2 separate regions of the Hordeum vulgare genome follow, and region 2 is linked to region 1. A link is a contact called in public Hi-C data. All regions are on one chromosome and are shown on one strand. The core of a region is the stretch at or near the end of the contact, and the rest is flanking DNA. Distances in the headings are between cores, read along the strand shown.

Evidence for each region. Hi-C and Micro-C count contacts between places; a contact is called where the count stands out from the background.
Region 2: a Hi-C map of leaf shows a contact between it and region 1, with 4 times the contacts expected there. The contact joins the promoter of LOC123409481 here to the promoter of LOC123430611 in region 1. A contact is called at or near these places in 3 of 6 Hi-C or Micro-C datasets (leaf and seedling).

Annotation. Positions count from the first base shown.
Region 1 is chr1H:265,018,535-265,024,135 of MorexV3_pseudomolecules_assembly, reverse strand. LOC123430611 (acyltransferase-like protein At1g54570, chloroplastic) reads right to left here and starts at 2,950. Exons shown (of 13, transcript XM_045114465.1): 1 at 2,493-2,950; 2 at 2,271-2,322; 3 at 928-983. The coding sequence starts at 2,844.
Region 2 is chr1H:265,269,787-265,275,387 of MorexV3_pseudomolecules_assembly, reverse strand. LOC123409481 (receptor-like protein EIX2) reads left to right here and starts at 3,312. Exons shown (of 1, transcript XM_045102372.1): 1 at 3,312-4,890. The coding sequence starts at 3,436. The coding sequence ends at 4,800.

The DNA.
Region 1 (5,601 bases), core at 1,701-4,200:
GGGTTGCAGCACTGTATTGGTCTATTCGTCTATGCAGAAACGATGTTCTTTGTTGACACAAATGAAATTCAATCTTGTATGCATGTGCCATGGGCGTTATTACAGAGGGTGCAGCACAAGGAGCCGATGGAGGTTGGCGCCAAGCAGCTCGAATGCATTACCACTAATAGGCGCTGGTTTGTATGGCGTGCCACTGATAGGCTCCTTAGTTTTTAGAGTTTTCTTCGTTGGCATGTTTCTACCATGTACCAACTGTGGTTGGGATGTATTGATGTTTTGGTCTTTCTCTTTTCCTGGTCAGGCAATTGTCTGGTGAATTTTTGTAATAAATGATGTAATAGTTGCGGTTGTATGCATCGATGATGTGGACGTGGGTAATACTACCTCCATCACGGTTTAGAAGGTTTAATTAAACTTACGTGCATTTTCATAATAGATAAGGTTTAAGGCGCATTGCATTTACTCCTAGCAGCTAATTAGTACTCCATTGTACTATTTTTATATGCACGCGTAGTGTGAATGCTATTTTTTATCCCATGTGACAACCAATCAATGACCACTTCCAGAGAATTTCCAAACACGCCTTTTAAACCGTGACGGAGGGAGTAAAAGTTTCATTATTGGAAGAAAAACTTGTGCAAATTTCTGAAGTTAGACCTGGATGAAACTGTAGTCCTAATGAGATACATATATCTCTAGAATCGCTGCATATTTTCTATGTTCCACTTTGTTGTGAGTTGTTATTTAGAAAATAGTTGCAGAGAAAAGTTGGTATGTCGATGATTATCCAAGTAAAGAATAGTACTCCCTTCGTCTTAAAATAAGTGTCAACTTTATACTAGCTCTAATACAAAGTTATACTAAACTTGAAAGAGTTATTTTAGGACTGAGGGAATAATAGTGAAGCCGAATAACGACAAGTCATACCTTCAAATGGTGTACGATCATTTACTGGTATATGCAAACAACGAACTTCGAAGGCCCTGCAAACGAGAAACATGAGGTTTTATTAGACTTGAAAGTAGAAAACGACAAACAAAAGGAGGCAGACTACTTTGTCACATTGGGCAGTTTTAGACTAAGGCACTGTTTGTTTCAAGAGTTCTAGGACTTTTTTAGTCCCAGTTAAAAAGTCTCTAGTCCCTATCCGTTTATTTTTATGGACTAAACAGGGACTAGAGGTCATTAAATGACATGTAAAAAGACAATGTTACCCGTAGTAATATACTAGAATTATTAAATGACATGCTAAAAGTAAGGACACTGTTGGAAAAAGTGTCAAAAAAGTCACAAAAAGACCCTCACATACGAACTTCTTCCTTTAGTCCCAAATACCCTCTTTTAGTCTCTAAAAGTCCCTCCTGTTTGTTTCAAATGAGACTAAAAAAGACTTTTTTAGTCCCTATACCAAAAAGTCCCTGAAAACAAACACCCCCTAAATAAGAAGGAACATGTAAACATATCGCAGGTCACATTCCGTAGGCTTATTCCTTCCTTTCAGGTTTATTGAACTCATCTTGCAAATAACATCAACCAAAGAAGATCTACTTATGTATTGGAGAACATATTAATGCTATATGCATGGCCCTCTCACTTCTTCATCTATTGGTTGATTCTACATCGAGAACAAAATTTTGACAGAATTTAAGGTGAACATAGCTATATTTGATCCTTATATAAATTAAAAATTTATGTTCTTTTAGGTAGGAGAGGCCACGTCGGACCCAGAACCACTTGCGCCAAAAGGTACAGGTTCGACGTGGGCTCTTTGCATTGCACTGTGGGGAAAGGCTTGCCTTGTACTCCCTCTGTTTCTAAATATAAGTCTTTCTAAAGATTCAACTAACGAACTGCATACAGATGTATATAGATATAATTTAGAGTACAGATTCATTCATTTTGCTCCGTATGTAGATACTTAGTGAAATATCTTAAAAGACTTATATTTAGGTACGGAGGGAGTATGATTTTTCAGCGATGCTCACATCAACCCGCATATAGGTGTTCTAAAAGTCTAATTTATGTACATCTCATTTGATATCGGCATATATTTGACTTTTAATATTCTTATTATATCTAGGCTTGTTGTGTGTTTGCGTCCCTACTGTTTTAGCCCTGATTAATTTGATAAATAATGACTTCATGGAGACTAGCACACTAGTAGTAACGCTGAAAGCAGGCTTTTCCTGCTTGGCCGGCAATAGTATTTCGCTAAAGGTGATAGCAGAGATAAAGTATATACTGTATGTTGAATACAACAGCATACTCACTTGCCCAAAGACTTGTGGTGCAAAATGAGTCCCATCCCAACACCGTCAGTTCCTGCAGTCCAGTCAATTCGAAGCACACTCTTAGAACAGAAGCAAACTCTCCATTTAGCCATTCAGGTCACCGCAAACATGGAGGTGATCTCGCGCTGATGAGCTGCCTCCATCATGCAGTGACCAACCTGAATGGAGAAGTTGTTTATTGCGAGAGATTGGACGACCAACCTGGCAAGAAGAGCAGCAGGGGCGCGTCCTCCACCGCCGGCTGGCCTGACTCCACGGGGCAAAACCACCGCGGCGGCCCTCCGTCGTCCTTGCACAGGGCCCTGGCGGCCGCGAAGTAGTCCTTGACGGTCACGCCCCCGAACCCATCGTCGTAGAGGGGCTCCAGCCCTCTGTCCTCCTCCTTCGCCGGTTCTTCCTTCTTCCCGCCCTTGGTTCTCGGCCCCACCTCCCCGTTCACAGCGACGGAGCTGGCCCGGAGGCCGCCGCCGAGCCGGGAATGGTGTCGGACCAGGCGGCCGGCCGGCTTCACGCCGTAGACGGCGGGGAAGGAGCGGAGGGCGGGAATGGACATTGCTGGAGAAGGAAGTGGCGCGGATGGATGCCTTTGGTTGGAGAAACGGAGGAGTTAGTTGAAGAAGAAAAGAAGGGCGGGGTCTGTGGAGGGGATGGGGCGGCGAGTGATTGGGGTGGCAGCGGGGCACGTAGGAGAGATCAAGAGCAAGCCACTCTCCGGGGAAGCAGACAAAGGGGGACAAGCTCAGTGCTGACCGCACCAACTTTCTTTTTCCTTTTTCTAATCCCATCCCATGTAGTGTACTAGTATTAGCTCCCACAAACGTATAAACGTGTCTGGATCCCTAAAGAAACAGACGTGTCTGACGTATGTCCTTTTCTTTTTGAGGGAAATGTTGCTCATTTATTCATTGTTCATAGCCCCCTCTGCACGTAATCTTCGAGCTACGAGTCACATGAAACCACGTTTTACACGACGACTTACAGCAACCCGTACAACTCTTAGAGACTTGAAATTGAGAGAGCAGTTCCTTGATTTTTCGAACAACTTGTCCGTCCGCCGATAAGTCCCTTTGTTGACTGACGATCTTTCCCACAACCGTTTGTGAGGCCAACTCCATCACGCGACATCATCTTGTTTGCACGCGTTCGTTCGGAGTAGAACAGACGAATACCACGACCCAACGCGCGGACCCATACAGACAAATGTTCGGATTTCATCCGTTTTCGACCCATCCTCAGCCCAAAGTCTCAAACTTGCGTTCGGTTTGGGAAAAACGGACATCGCGCGGATGCGCTCGCCGCACGCCCTTGTCCGTGCGTGGCCCGCGTGTCGGGGACACAAGCATTCCCAAAAATTCCAACGCCTCCACCCCCTCTCCCGCCCCGCCCCGTCGACGGCGCCGCCGCTATTCTCCGGCCACCTCATCCCCCGACCGTCCATAGCAAACCCCGTCTGGCCATGGCCGCCACCACGCCCGCGCTTTCATCGTAGTTTGGGCGTCGATCGGAGAAGGTTTGACCGTCGTCGTAGCCGGCGGCAGAGTGGATACGGCCGCAGGCGACGTACCACAGGCGGCCGCGACAACTTTCGACGAGTGCTCCAGAGCGGCCAGTAGCCGGCCACCAACCACCCCTGCATCGAGGTGACCATCGCGGCCTCTTTGCCACCACGAGTGCAAGGTGTTCGACACTTTGCCCGCAAAGGTATGGACAGTGGTGATGAGTTTTTCTTCCACCACTTCATCTATTCATCGGACGATTCGTCGTTCGATGATGAAGATATTGTGGTGGCTGAAGTGATGGTTCACGACCACATTCAATGACAGCTTCCTCGGTACAGGGGGTCACTCCCTGGTCGTGCTCCGAACCTGAACCGCAACACGGAGAAAGGTCGAGCTCTGCTCTATGTCGATTACTTTGCGAGCACACCGCTCTTCAAGCCGGATAAATTCCGTCGCCGTTTTCTTATGGCAAGGCATGTGTTCAATCGTATCCAAGAGGGAGTGGTTGCTCATGACCCATACTTCGAGTGCAAGACGGATGCCGTTGGCAAGCTAGGATTCTCCTCTTACCAGAAATGCACCGCGACCATCCGAATGCTTGCATATGGAATTCCAGGCGATCTGGTGGATGAGTATGTGCGTATGAGTGAGACAACATGTCTCATGTCAATGTACAAGTTTTGCCAGGCTGTGATCGAGGTGTTTGGCCTTGAGTACTTGAGGCAGCCAACTGCCGCTGATACAGAGAGATTGTTGGCGACCAACGCATCTAGAGGCTTTCCAGGCACGCTTGGCAGCATAGATTGTATGCACTGGGAGTGGAAGAAATGTCCATTTGCTTGGTAGGGCCAGTACAAGGGGCATGTCAAAGCGTGCACTGTCATATTAGAAGCGGTGGCTTCGCAGGATCTTTGGATATGTCATTCTTTCTTTGGCATGACAGGTTCTCACAATGATATCAACATGCTGCAGCGTTCTCCAGTCTTCGCAAGGCTTGCAGAAGGCCACTCCCCCTATCAACTTTGAGATCAACGGTCACCAGTACAACACGGGATACTATCTAGCTGATGGTATATATCCTGAGTGGTCAACTTTTGTGAAGACAATCTCAGACCCCTAAGATGAGAAGAGAAAGAAATTTTCCCAAATGCAAGAGAGTGCTAGAAAGGATGTGGAACGTGCTTTTGGTGTGCTTCAATCCTGATGGGGTATCGTTCGAAACCCTGCACTATCATGGGATGAAAGGAAGCTTTGGGAGGTGATGACTACTTGTGTGATCATGCACAACATGATCGTCGAGGACGAGCGTGATGACAGTATCTTCGACCAAGGATTTGATTTTCAAGGTGAAAATGTTGAGCCCCTGCACCAAGAACCGGTCACGTTTCAACAATTTGTCCAGTTCCATCGTGAGATGCGTGATTGGCACACTCATTTGAATCTTCAAAATGACTTGGTTGAGCACACGTGGGAACATATTGACAACCAATAGATGTAAAACTATTTTATTTAGAGACAATTTCAATTTGGTTGTAAAACTATTTTATTTAGAGACAATTTTGATTTGGGTTGGTGTGCAAACTTGTTTTGATACGAAAATATGGGCATTTTAGGCCTTGGCAGACAAGATGGGGCAAAAGGATGCGGCCGCACGCTGGGCGCACGGCCAGCGCATCCCAGGACAGGGTCGGACACGACCCCGTCTCCCTACCCAAACGGACAGAATCCGGGCAAAACAGACGTCCGTTTGGGGTCGCGCGGTGGAGTTGGCCTGAGTACATCTCCAGCACCACATTGTGGATGTTTAGTTC
Region 2 (5,601 bases), core at 2,063-4,562, 250 kb before region 1:
GGACTCAGGTTCAAGTTCCGAAGTAATTACACATATAGAAATTCAAAAAGAAATCGATACGATCCACGTCATAATCCATATTGGATTCCCAAATTTATTAAAGAAAAAAGGGGCTCGAACTCAAATTTGATCGCCTTCCATACTTCACAAGCTGCGGCTAGTTCAGGACTCTATTTGCAAGCTGCTCGGATAATTTCATTACCTTCGCGAGCAAGATCACGCCCTTCGTTACGAATTCCTATAGTACTGTTCGGGGAGTTGATAAGTTAATTCCTGTGGATGTCTACTTGCCGGGCTGCCCTCCTAAACCGGAGGCAGTTATAGATGCCCTAACAAAACTTCGTAAGAAGATATCGCGAGAAATAGTTGAGGATCGAACTCTATCTCAAAATAAAAAAAGATGTTTTACTACGAGTCACAAGCTTTATGTTAGGCAGTATTAAATTAAATATCTTGAATAAAAAAAGGAAATTGCTCTTATATTAGAGTATAACCTGACTATCTTGGCCTGTAAGATCCCATAGAGTGGAAATGGAATCAGTCATGTGACATGATCCAATTCTCTATTTATTACACTTACCTTTTTATTATAGTATGGAAATGGATTCATTTTCTTTGCATCGATTGTGATCCGCAATACTATCGGAGTAAAAGAAGGGATCTAAGGAAGAATGTAGGCTAAACTTTTTGATTTTTTACCTTTTTTTTGCAAAATTTCTGTAAGTTTGAAGTTAAACTTAATTAAACAAGCCAAGCAATTCTATTTGCTTACAATCACAAGAAATTTGTCCCCCGCCATATTTTCATTTGGTAGTTAATTGTTTTTGGTACTTCTTCGACTCGAAGACCAAAAGGAAGAAAAAAATATGATTAAGTGATTATTAAGTGATCATAGTAGAGGCATATCCTGAATGTGCCTGCTAGATCCCATTTTTTCATGAAAATAAAGGTAGTCAATTTGACTGGACTTAAGACTTTATTATGTTTTCTGAGAAAACATAAGATATTATTATTCTCTTTAATAAACTTTTGTCTCATACGGAGTACTATATGATTTCACCAGGAAGCCTTTCACCGGTCAAACAAGACCTAAGACTTAATCTAAAAGAAATTACTAGATTGAATCTATTTGCATTAAAAAAACTGATAAAATGACAGCAATGGAATCCCAATCCCCTGCTTTTATTTGTAAAGTCTCTATTCCTCGGTGATCAAAGCCCAAAGATCTATGAACCACCTCATGTTTGACTAGCCAATTAGATAACCAACCCTGCTGCATTGTACCGGTAGCTTCAGGTGGTATTCATGTTTGGCATATGCCAGCTCTGACCGAAATCTTTAGGGACGATTCTGTATTACAATTTGGTGGAGGAACTTTAGGACATCGATTAGTTACAAAAGCTTTTTGACAAGCACTCGCTGCGATTGGTCGTGTAAACCAAAAGCCTATCAATAAATAAGAACACATTCCCACGAGTTCCCAAAAAAAAATTGTATCAAATTGGAGCTAGTAACAAATCCCAACATAGAAGTATTGAAAAACTTTACATAGTTTGGAAGTTAGACCTTTTTATAAGACTCTCTTTCAATTTCAAAAAAGAGGACGTTTGAAACTTTTAACAGGCGTAATCGTGAGTCAACATGCTAGAACTAGATAAGGAAGTTTTCTATAACCTTAATAAAAAGGATAAAAAGGTAGTTTTAGTTTATGACTCCGATCAAGAGCGAGAAATCCTTGATTTGGGATTGGACAGGTCTATGGTCGGTCCGTGACCCCTGGACGCCAAAGGCGTCCTTGGGGTGATCTCGTAGTTCCTACGGGGTGGAGACAATGGGGTCGGTCCATGGATTTTCCTTCCTTTTGCTACATTTCGCTCAAAGGGTTGAAGGGAGATAGTGCATCAAGTTATTCGCAAGGGCCAACTTGATCCTCTTCCCCAGGGATCCCAGATGAGGGAAGCCTAGGAGAGCCGCCGACTCCAACTATCGTCCATGTACGAGGCATATAAGCTACTAATACGTTTTTTCCTAAAGCAAGTTCCCCCCCAACTGTAGCAGCTCCTTCTGCTAAAATTTGTCCTTTTTAATGGATTTACCCCGTGGAACCCGAGGTTTTTGGTGCATACAAGTATTTTTGTTAGAGCGACGGTGGTTAACTAAGTCGATGGTTCTCTTTCTTAGTTCCATCTCTACTCCAAAACTGGACATGAGAGTTTCTTCTCATCTAGCTCCTCGCGAATTCATTTATGATAGAGGTATTTATTCATATAGTGACTGTTTCTTAGTTAGGATCTCGACAATACGAAGCAATAGGTTGGTTATTAGTATTAGTTAATTTTCTATAATTACTAAGTTTTTTTCTTTAAAAAAGAAAAAAAAAATAACGAGGCAACATATTCATTCTAAATATCTATGAAAAAGATATGTTTCTTTCTCTTGTTTGGGAGAGCTTTTGTTTCCATTCAAGAGTTTCTATCTATTTTCACGCCCTTTTCTTGAGACCTCGAAACATGAGGACAAATCGAAATCGATTTTGAAAAGAACTACTAATCCTTAACTTTTCGAGGAATCCTTTATCAGTGGTTGTGAATGACTGACTTGTCATTTATAGTCTATCTCTTTCTATATATGGAAAGTCAAGAAATTCTCATCGAAACATCGAGAAATTGTGCATATAGAAAACTCTAAAGAAAGAAAAAATGGTTGCTAATACCCCGTAGGCTGAGGAGCAAAAGGAGAAATCCGTCCAAGGAGGGGCTCGCGTCTGATTAGCTAGTTGGTGAGGCAATAGCTTACCAAGGCGATGATCAGTAGCTGGTCCGAGAGGATGATCAACCACACTGTGACTGAGACACGGCCCAGACTCCTACGGGAGGCAGCAGTGGGGAATTTTCCGCAATGGGCGAAAGCCTGCGCAAATGGTTATCCATTAAGCGGAGGAAATAGTAATAAAAAGAAAAAGGCTTATGCTCTTTTATCTTAGAAGTACGGACTAACACTAGTTACTTGCTCTGGCGAAACCAAAACGATCGAACGAGAAGCTGGGCCAACGAGCGAGAGTCAGCAGGGAGGATTGTTCGGCCGGCCCAAAATGCGGATACACATGTGCGCCAGATCGCCAGTTCGGCGCTTGAGGCGCCGAATAGGAGGTCAGCGAGCGTACGGCAACAAAGCAAAGCATCAGCGTCTCGTCGTCGCTACCTGCACTGACTATCCCGAATCTTACTTTCCCGTCAGTCAGTCCACTGGTAATGCCGTGTGAAAAACGCATGCCGCGCTTCAGAATTCCACGGCGTCGATGTCACCCAGTCTCCGTCGTCGACGTTTCGCTGCCGGTCGGCCCGGTCCTGCCACAGCCACGACATACAAGTGGGCGCTGCGCAAACCAAAGAACTCGCTGCCAGACCTCTCCACTGGAAAGTCGAAACTCGAGCCATGGCAGGACACGCCCAAGCTTCAACAACACCTCTGCTGTGCCTCTCCCTCTGCCTCCTGCTGCTACCCTCTGCCCAGCGGGCGACGGGCATGTACCTCGACGCCGACGGAAACCACGAGACCTTCTCCGGCGGCACCGTGCCCGAGAGCTTCAGCGTGCGGAGCCGCAACTCCTCCAACAGCTCCGGCGCCGGCGCGGCCTTCTGCAGGCTCCTCTCCCTCCAGATCCTCGACCTCTCCAACAACCAGCTCACGGGCGAGCTCCCCGACTGCTGGTGGAATCTGCAGGCTCTGCAGTTCATGGACCTCTCCAACAACTCCTTCTCGGGCCAAATCCCCGCTGCCAAGGCAAGTCACAACTGCTCCATCGAGTCGCTCCATCTCGCCGGCAATAGCTTCACCGGCCTCTTCCCGCCGGTCGTGGAGGGTTGCGATTCGCTCGGCACCCTCGACATCGGGAGTAACAGGTTCTTCGGCGCCATCCCTCCATGGATCGGGACCAAGGTTCCGTCGTTGAGAATCCTTAGCCTTAGATCAAACGATTTCACAGGAGAAATCCCTTCGGAGTTGTCGCGGCTCTCAAAACTCCAGCTGCTCGACCTTGCCAACAACAGGCTGACAGGAGCAATTCCCGTAGCATTCGGCAACCTGGCCTCCATGAGGAATCCAGAAATCGTGTCGAGTGCGGCATCATCGCTGGATGGGTCGAATTATCAGGATAGAATCGATATAATCTGGAAGGGCCAGGAGCTCATTTTCCAAAGAACGATCCGGTTGCTGACCGGTATCGATCTGTCAGGCAATATGTTGTCTCAGTGCATCCCTGAAGTATTAACCAAACTGCAGGGCCTCCGATTTCTGAACCTGTCAAGAAATCATCTGTCATGCGGCATCCCTCAAGATATTGGCAGTTTGAAGAATCTCGAATTTCTTGATATATCATGGAATGAGCTTTCAGGACACATTCCACAGAGCATCTCGATCTTGTCGACGCTCAGCATATTCAACATCTCGAACAATCATTTGTCAGGCAAGATACCTACTGGGAGCCAGATGCAGACATTGACCGACCCTTCGTTTTACCGAAACAATTCCGGCCTTTGCGGATTTCCTCTAGAGGATTGTCCAAATACTTCGCCTGCTTCGGATGAGAAAACTAGTGAGGGGGAGGACCAGTGGCTGTACTACTGTGTGACTGCTGGGGTTGTTTTTGGATTTTGGCTATGGTTTGGGCTGCTCTTTTCGATTGAGACGTGGAGATCTGCTGTTCTCTTCTCTGTCGATGGCATGCAATCCAAGGTTATGCAGAAGGTGTCACATCTTGACCAGTTTATTTCAAAAAGCAATAATGATCGATATACGTAGACTGTAGTTGTTTCTTTCTTTGTTGTACCATCAGAAGAATGTATCTATGTGTATATATGTATGTCTGTATGTATGTACCTAAGTATGCTACTCCCTCCGTTTCTAAATATAAGTCTTTTAAGATATTTCATTAGAAGTCTACATATGAAGCAAAATGAATGAATCTACACTCTAAAGTGTGTCTATATACATCTGTATGTAGTCCGTTAATGAAACCTTTTTAAAAACTTATATTTAGGAACGGAGGGAGTATATTATTAACTTTGTTTTGTAATAGCCAGCTTTTTTGCCCTACTTCTCATGTAATGAAGAGGAAAAATGGTATCATGCATATATTGGCTTCACTTGGACGCGTTTGGTAGTCTGCACATAGCCCAACCAGACCTGATGGACACACCATCTTTTCAAGTTGGGTTGTTTGGTTATATACGCACACACCGTGGCAAAATTTTACGTTTTCATCTTTTGGACAAAGAAAATACAGTTTTGACCTCCGTTTGAAAATAATTTTAAATTTGATCTCTTTACGTGACGCCAACGTCCCTGGCGTCTGACTTGCACTGGAGACGCCAGAGACCATGACGTCTGGTACGGGCCTACATAACCGCCTGACGTGCTGAGTTTCTGACGTGGCATGGTACCGAACGCCAGGGACCCTGCCGTCTGGTCAAGGACCAGACGCCAAGGACCCTGGCGTTTGGTAGCAGATCACACATTTTTTTTAATAATGTGTGCCACGTCATCCAGACGTCAGGTCCCTCGGCGTTTGGTACAAGACGCCAGGGTCCTTGGAGTCTGGTC